2 separate regions of the Rattus norvegicus genome follow, and region 2 is linked to region 1. Evidence: chromatin contacts called from public Hi-C data. All regions are on one chromosome and are shown on one strand. Each heading gives the region's core, a stretch centred on a gene start, on an enhancer-like site or on the middle of the called end of the contact. The rest is flanking DNA. Distances are from core to core; before and after follow the strand shown. Region 1 holds the start of Kalrn (kalirin, RhoGEF kinase). Region 2 overlaps Kalrn (kalirin, RhoGEF kinase).

Evidence for each region. A called contact is a pair of places that touch in the nucleus more often than the background predicts.
Region 2: a contact with region 1 is called in a Hi-C map of the A7r5 cell line, with 1.5 times the contacts expected there. The contact joins the enhancer-like site here to the promoter of Kalrn in region 1. A contact is called at or near these places in 2 of 12 Hi-C or Micro-C datasets (the A7r5 cell line and frontal cortex).

Annotation. Positions count from the first base shown.
Region 1 is chr11:79,758,376-79,762,803 of GRCr8, reverse strand. It overlaps Kalrn (kalirin, RhoGEF kinase), which reads right to left and starts at 2,643. Exons shown (of 60, transcript NM_032062.2): 1 at 2,577-2,643. The coding sequence starts at 2,643.
Region 2 is chr11:79,882,360-79,886,687 of GRCr8, reverse strand. All of the region lies in intron 2 of Kalrn (kalirin, RhoGEF kinase), which reads right to left. Among named protein-coding and RNA genes, the nearest start is that of Kalrn, 120 kb to the right of the region's middle. Within about 2 kb of position 2,962, at least 23 of the 93 cell types and tissues checked have an H3K27ac peak or open chromatin away from gene starts, as enhancers often do. A contact at or near this core is called in the A7r5 cell line, where this site is marked.

The DNA.
Region 1 (4,428 bases), core at 1,394-3,893:
ATTAGCTGAACAATGACAGGGGAGATGGGAATGTGTGTCTAAGAGAGCACGCATGGTTGTTTTCTGTAAAGTTTGTTCCTGCTCCGCAGTGCGTTCTGATGTCTCCTCCCTTTTTAAGTGTGTTAAGTCACAGATTCACCTTTCCTCCGGTCGCAGCCAACCAGAGCAAACAGCCTGTCCGTCATTTCAATTTCCTGGGATCAACCCATCATCCCCTGCCTCTTTTCATCCCTTAGTCCCTCCTTACTTTCTCGAGGCCCATGGCTTTCAAGATGACATAAGGCAGAGCAATGGCAAAGGAGATAAAAAAGAAAATCCTAAAACAGAGGAAGGGAGCTGCATTCTGTTTCCCTGGAGACCTGAGGGAAATCTCTTCGCTGCTCTGGAAGGCAGGCCCTTCGCTCATCCACTCATTTATCCAACTAATGTTTGCTGAGCGTTTCTCACAAGCCAGCTCAATCTGCACAACGTGCCATTTCCTATGCCAGGACGGCTAGCATTACAGTAGTTGCTATAGGAAGAATCCTGTTTGAACGTTGATATATGTGTATCATGTGGGCATTTAGAATACTGTGTTACCTAGTAACTAAAGCTGAGCGACATGAGCAATGTCCAACCCAAAACAGCCCTGATTGATAGCAGAGACCCTAACAGTCTGGACCTCATGTTAAGGAAGCCCCTAGAGACACTGTTTACAGGAATGACCATAGCGAATGCACGCTACGGTCAAACGTGCCGGCACGAATGCACATTTCTGGCAGCCAATTTCTGCTATTTAGGGAACCCGAAAATCCACAAATTCATCATGTGAGATCCTGCAAACTGTATGGTGTAGGTATTACTAATGCTCCCATTTTTTTTGAGCCAAGACTGATGAGCTGAAGACAAATTATTTATTCAAGGACCCTTAGAGAGTAATGAAGCTAGTACTTGGAACAAGTTGGCAGTTCATGGGTTCCAGCATTTTGTGAAAATTGAAAATAAATATAACTTATATTTTGGCATCTAGTTTCTTCTTTAAATTGGTATGATATGCTAATCTGAGCATGGCCTCTGTTCACAAGAATATACATTGTTTCCATGCCTCTCACAGCTCTTCCGCAGCTTACTCAGCTCTGGGCTGCTGCATGCCACCTGTTCCTGCCTTTCCCGGGAAGTCGGCAGGAGAGTGGGAACTAGATGTTGATGAGCCCTAACAGTCAAGGGGCATTTTGTTCCTGGCACTGGGACCTCTCACTTAACCCCTACAGGGACGCCTCAAATGGGCATCATTGCTGTAGCCATCTCTTTTTATAATGGGAGGAGAGGAGACACAGAGACATGGGGGTGGGGGGTGATAACTTGCTGAGATCACACAGAAAAGAGGTGGTTGTCTTACCCTCCCCCATCTTTGAGCTCCACCATCACAAAGTCCTGGCTCCCTTCTCTATCCTCATCTCATCTCAAGTCTGGCTTCCCAGAGGTGTTTCTGGGTGCTCTCGAAAGCCTGCTTCCCATGTATGCTGGCTTGGGTCCCTCCATCTTTGATTTCTCCTCCGATAAAGCCCCGGCACACCTGCTCTGGGCAGCTCTGCTTCCACCTGGTATCTGCCTCCGGCTGGACCTGAGACGACCCCTGATGAGAGGGATATTGTTTGAGGTGGGTAGCAGAGCTTTGCCAGGACCATATTTTCATGAAAGATTTTGTCTCGCTCTTGCCAAAACTTCTTAAAGGAGCCAAAAGCTTTCGAATGCACAGCCAACATTTTAAAAAGCAATTGCTACATGAAGTTCCTAGTGGTCTTTCTTTACAGTGGAGGGTCTGGACTTGTGGGAAAGCACCAGGATATTTGATTGCAGCAATAAAGGTGGCTGACGTGTATTAAGGTCAGAGTAACTTGACGAGTCGAGCTGGCTCTCTTTTCCCTAACCACAAATTCTCGAGGACTCTATCTACAGACAGGCCACAAAGGGAGCTGTCCCCAGGACGAGTGCTGTAGCTCTATGATGCTGACGAGAGCCAGGCACGGGGGAACTTTGCATTAACTGAGTACCTAGTGTGCACACTAGAGGTGACGGCACATTTTACATGCAGGAATGAAGCAACAACGATGGCAGATAGGGCCTGGATGCCCATTTCGCAGATGGGGAAACAAGCTCAGAGGAACACACAAATCCAGCTATGGTCACAGAGCTGGACTGAGAGAGGGATCAGCAAAGGTCTCCCCCAGCATTCAGCTGCAGGGACCATTCTCCTCCCTGCATCACTTCCCATGTGCTCTGTAGAGAGCCCCGAAAGACAGTTTAAGTTGCTGGGTGAAAAACCCCAGCAAGAAACCTGACTGTGCTGTACAGCTGTCCCCCAAATGATTCTGTGCTCCCCACGCCCAGCTAGGTCATGTCCCCAGGAAAACAGCCCCTCTTTCATCTGCTGTAGGTTGGCTGCTTGCCATTGCTCCATGCCCTCTTCTTTCTCTTGCCCCTCCACTCCCATCTCTGCTATCCCTTTCTCTGTCTATGCCTCTCTCACACACATATGCTTATATACATACACCCATACACAGAGAGACACACGACCAGATACGCACTCAGGATACCTCGATCCAGAAGCCGAAGCAAGCGGAGATACCAAAGATACCACTGGTCCCAGAAGCGGTCCGTCATCCCACCCTGAACTCATCCTTCACAGCCAGTCTCCAGGGCAGAGCCTCATCCCACCACCACCACCACCACCGACTCAAGGAGGGCAGATTCTCGGGTGTTGGGCTCACACGCAGCCTGCTCTAAGCAAATGCCTGCCTGTAAAGACAGCCACCAGTCCTCCCACACAGGGGCTGACTGTGCTGTGAGCCCGTTTCACAGCAACAAAGGAGCAAATGCAGAACACGCCGTGTGCAGACTGAGCCTGCATGAACCCCAGGGGAGGCTGGAGTGCGGGGGAGGGAGTCAGGGAGGGCTCTTGCACAGTAGCAAGGTTTGAGGTAGCCCTGGGAATGAAAATCCACAGAGAAGGCCACGTTTAAAATTTCATTCTAGTATCTCCTCCCACACAGAGGCCAGTGGCTCTCCCAATAGTTGGATGAATGAGAAGCCAGATGCTCAACCATCCTGGACTCTGGAATCAGTCCAAAAAGTCCAGGAGTCCGACTGCCTCGTTGTGAGGACCTCAGGTGCTCCCTGTCCAAATCTGTTAGACCCTCACAACTAGAAAAGGGCTTGTGGGTCCTTTCTCCCTACTTCCCCTCAGAGATTCTATTAAGGAGAGACTGGGCACTGCAATGCTACTTTCAAGTTCAAATCCTGGTTCTTACTTAACACCTCTTGGCCTTCTGCCTCAGCTTCCTCCTCTATGACTGGAAAGACCAGCATTTTATTCACAGAGGAACTATGAGGCTCAGCACGAAGGAGGGAAGCTCCTGGTGTCACAGGTAAGTGAAGCAGACAAAAGGTTCTCTTTGCCCTTCTCCCCTGCCCCTACAAAATGGTTCGCTATAGTTCTGACCTTCTAATCCTATGCCCCTGATCCAATACCTCCTGTCAGGGCCCCTTCTCTCCGTACCCCTTCTTAGGGTCAAACCCTAAATCTTCCAATGTCTGACTCAAATGCCACAGAGTCCAGGCCGTCCCCAATCTTCCTTCCTTTATACGTCATCTTCAATCCACTTTCTCTTCTGTATACAATTTGTCTACCTTACCGAAACATAAACGACATGGAGTTCAGATCTGCTCCTTAATCTTCAAGGTGCCTAATGTAGTGCCTTATCTCAGAAGCATTCAAGTGACTTTTACTTCAATCTTTAATGCAAGTGAGTGTCGACTGACTGAAAGAACAAGCAAGGGATTCTAGGTAACCCACACCTTTCCACGTGGAAGGCAGGAGAAGCGTTGACTATCGCTTGACTGTAGCACGTCAGCCTCTGGACACTGACTCAGGCTTGCAGACGTTTCAAGAGCAGGAGCAGAGTGCTCTATTCTTGCCTCCCTTGAGGCTGCTTGGTCAGTAGGCTGGCCACTTACATGAGAAGGCTGTCCCTCGGGTGACAGGGGATCCTGATCACAGAAAGGAAAGCAGAGGGGACTCCAGGTGTAGAGCACCTCCATTCAACAGCCAAGTGCACATTCCCCACAGCTGTTTTTCGGCTTACCTATGGCAGCTTCTACTCCCAGCCTCCTGGTCTCCATCAGGCATCTGGAGTCAAAGGGGCTCTCCTCCAGCATCTGCCATTTCTGGGACTCATCACCCATTGGGTCAAACCCAAGAGGAAGCTGTTCAGCCTGGAATTTTACTCTCGGTTGGCTTCAATCCTTTAAGTAGGGCGTCTTGGTGCTCTCCAGCCCACCCCCACTCATTTCTGCTATTCCCACAGAGCCCCATAAGCCTTCCTTTAAAAGAGCCAAAAGAAATAGTTTGCATGTTTCTAAAGGACTCAGACTAGGCAGGAGGCACGT
Region 2 (4,328 bases), core at 1,713-4,212, 120 kb before region 1:
CACAGGTGAAGACTTAAGATTACATTCCCCAGCACCCACATAAAATTGGGACATGACGTTGTATATCTATGACCTTAGCACTTGAGAGACAGAGAAAGGCAGATGTTTGATGGCTAGCTAGTGTAGCCAGTCAGTGAGCTAGCTGAGATAAAGGCCCATGTCTCAAAAAACAAGGTGGAGAGTAATTGAGGAAACACATACATGCATTCTCACATTCATGTATTCACACATGCAATCATACACACACACACACACACACACACACACACACACACACCATGCCACACCACAACAAGTCACACCACACCACACAAAGATGACTGGGGAGGCTGCAGGCGAGAGAGGATTAAACAAAATCAAACCACCAAGCATGATCAGCATCTAGTTCCCTCTCCAGAGGCTTTGTGCAGATACAGAGATGAGCCACAGACTTTCCAACTCTAGACCTTTCATATTCTCAGTCCTGGCTTTCTGCATCGACAACCACCTTCATATCATCTGCCTTGGGAGGAGAGAGTCCTTATCTCCCAACTGTGATTCAAGGAAACAGAAGGGTTAGACAGACAAATTCTCAGAAACTGGAGGCTCTCAGACATCCTTCTCTGCTAGCGTTGATCTCAACACTGTAAGCATTTGTGTGTGTGTGTGTGTGTGTGTGTGTGTGTGTGTGTGTGTGTGTGTGTGTATGTGTGTGTTGTATCTGTCTGTCACAACTGCTAACTTTCTCTTTGACCTTCCATGGATAACCATATATCTAGGGCTAGGGGACCCTGAGGAACAGAGACTTGCATGGGCAGAGGGCGAGCAGAGAGAGTGATTGATAAGAGTTACAGAACCACGCACAGCACGAAGTAAGGTTCTGAGTATGTAAGGAGCCTTCAAAGGTGGGAAATTGCCTCTTTTGTCTCCAAAGGTGTCTCTCTTGTGTGGATCAAGAGGCCAGAAAGGGAGGCGGCGTCGAACTTGTCTTTTTCAGAATGGAAAACAAAATCCCAGAGTAAAGAAGAGGAGGAAGTGCAGAGGAAGAGCAGCATTACGCTGGGAAGCCGGGTCAATGGATGGCATGAGGCCTCACAGGGTACAAGACGAAGGACCCAGCACTCAGATGATAGTCTTTCTAAGGCACGTTGCAGAACCCAGGAGGGAGAAGAAAATAAAGTCACGGAGGAGGCTAGCTCAGCCTGCCTCAGAGCAAAATGAGAGACCGACACCACCTGTCAAGGCCAAGGTAGGCTAATGAGGTCAAGGCCACACAACCATTGCCAGTAGAAACCATTCCATAGGAATGGGGACAAAAAGGGCTTCAAAGATAGATGCTGAGAGACAGCGTCTGTCCGGGCCCCATTCTGTGATGGCAGAGTAGATCTGGGGAAGAATGTGCCTAGGAGGAGCAGGGGAGGGTGAGGTCTGCTCTGCTACACCAGGCGATCCCAAGAGGATGGGCCCTCTGCCATCTATCCTGTCAACCAAACATGTCAAAGGCAGGAGAACAAGGCTACAGATGATATATCAGAGGTCAAAATCATGGCTGACCACAGGAGAAACAGACTTAAGACCCTGGTGTCCAGAGGCTGACTATCCACTAAGGCGGATCACTGATAATAACCAACACACTATTGGCCTGAGGAGATCAGCAGAGATGGAGCATGGCACCCCAAGGTTGCTGAACATATGAGAGAGGAAACACGGACATATTACAAGCATCACAGATGCACGTCTTTAATAGAACCAACGACTTGTGCAGCAAGTTCTCGGCCTTTAGCTACCTGTGCAAGGCTTCGGTGGTAGGAGCTACAGGATAAGGATGTGGGGAATGGGAGGGGGTTGTGCCTTCTAGAAATGCCAACCGCTCTCCTTCTGTGTAGACAGGAAAGCAAGGGCTGAGGAAGGAGGAAGGCCCAAAGTGAGAGACGTTGATGTTTCATTGACTAAAAGTAGGGAGGCCTCACACTCTCGGGAGGCAGCAAGCTCCAGTTCGGGCAGCAGATGGATGTGGCGTAGGAGGGAGACAGATCTCAGGAAGCGTACGGAAAGTTGGATTCACATAACAATAGCACAGCTCTCTGCACGGTTTTAACGGATTCACAGGAGTTTTTTTTTTCCCCCCTCAAAGGGAATAAGGTTATTTTGTAGTTGGAAATGCCACGTTAGACTAGAGAAAGTTGGTTATTGTAGGATTTTTACAGAGTTAAATGTTAACATGCTTTGATGGATGGTCCAAGTCGAGGGTGGGAGGACTTTAAGATTCAGCCATCCCCAAACTTCTCTCCTCAGTTTCAAAGATCATCTAAGGAACATACTCTGAAACCCTGAGGCCCAGAGTACAAAAGGTTGTCCCCAGTAGCATCGAGGTATCACCAGAAGGTGGCCAGAGGCAGGGTGTAAGCGTGTGAGGATCCTAGGGATATAGTGGGTCCCATGTAGGAGGGCTAGGCAGAAAGAAGGGATGGGGTGCTGTGAGTGGGAGGCCAGAACCCCGGGGCTGCGAACCATAGAACACAATGGAGCAGGACTAAGACAACAGAGGCACCAAGGGACAGAAACAGCCACTGTCACACACCCACATGCCCGCCTGCAGAAGTGGTTGGGCTGTCCCAGACTATTCCAGATGTCCGTTGTCATGGTAACATGCTTTATTTTACCTGGGCAGAGGCAAGATGCTGGCAGAGGAGGGCGGGTGCAGCAAATGGTCCGTTTCTCTGCCTACCATGCTCCTGGCTTTGCTCTCAGAATGAAATGTGTCTGCCACACTGCATTATTTAACTCAGGATTTCTCTGCTTGATTCTATTTTTGTGTTGTGTTTCCTGACTCGGCGTGTATAGAATAGGGAAATCAGTTTCTGCTTTCTTTCTTGGAATGTAGTCAATCATTATCTCCCAATCACCTTCAGTGTCCTTCCCAGGCACTGAGGGCAATGTTCCCTAAGCTTAGAAGCTCCTGACCGGGCAAGCATAGATGAGTCAGGCTTGGCTCATTCCAGAGTATAGCAGTGAGCGGCACACTGCCAGTTCCTACCTTCCTTATCCCTGACTGCCTTTCTGGCAAACGACCTCCATGAGTTCAATAAGGTCAATGCCCTACCTCTGTCCTAGGCCTGACTTGTCCCCATTCACATCCAATTGACCTACATAGGAAAGCAAGCCACTAACAATGAAACAAGGGTCCCCATATCAGAACATATTATATCTGTCTTCATAGTCCCTGAATGGATGCAGAACAAGATGGTGTCAGAAAAGATAGGCTAGGTCTAAAAGAGCTTCTGGAGGAGGGGGAGTGGAATATAGCTTGTGAAGGAGAGGAGAGGCTCAAGCTGGCAGGTATGAGAAAGATTGGGAAGGAAAACATCTGTCATGAGATTAACAGAGGCATCAGCAGGACATCCAAGGGATAGGAATGACACTGACACCGCCATCTTAACAAAGGGCCATACAACAGAAGGAAGTGGACTGTAAACCTGTTCTAGGGATCAAGACTGTGGGGCCCAAGGCAAATGGATGCACAGAGGCCACCAGGACGTCCCTACGGGGTCTTTTCAGAGTTCAGTAGGCACTGCAAATCCTAGTTTACTTTGTCACATACATGCCTCTGTGCTAGAATCACACCGCAAGGCTGTTCTACTATGCCTCTAAATCTTTAGTGACGAAGGGCTCACCCCATGACACAAACAGGGCAAGGCAGCCTCTGGATCTCAGTTGTTTCAACAGCAACAATTGCGAGAGAATACCAGTCCACCCACTGTTACAGAATACACACAGTATCTTACAAAGGTTCCTGTGTACCTAGCACATGTCTGCCTCACCTCCCATGCCACACAGACTTGCTGTTCTCCCTTCTCTGGTAAGGCAGAGACAGCTCAAATATGGTTTCCCTTCCTACAGAGGACCTCCCCTCCTCTCCTTTCCTTCTGTGGTAGTTGCTGTACATGAGCTGAGCCAGCAGGGCCTATGGAGTGAGTTACCCTACTACGGAAGCAAGCTCACTCACAGCCCATGGCTCCACGGCTAGTCATTCAGACCAAAAAACCTAAGAAACAAAGGCTCTGTCTACAAGGTGTACACCATAGTTACTCTCTGTATAGCTCCTACTGTCAGCACCCAGCCCAGGATCAGGATCTGCCAAGTTCTGACCAAGAAGGAATCCAATTCAGTCACCAAGTGTGTGACATCATGGGAAATATACACTCTACCTAATAAAGCATGTGTGGCTGGGTCCAAGTGAACTGTTTACAAGAAGTGTAGCTGGCCAGAAGGCTGAAGATCCCTAATACCAAATGAGATGTCGAGAGGCCCAGGTGCATAGGATAGGCTGGGAGTGCCATGAGGAATAA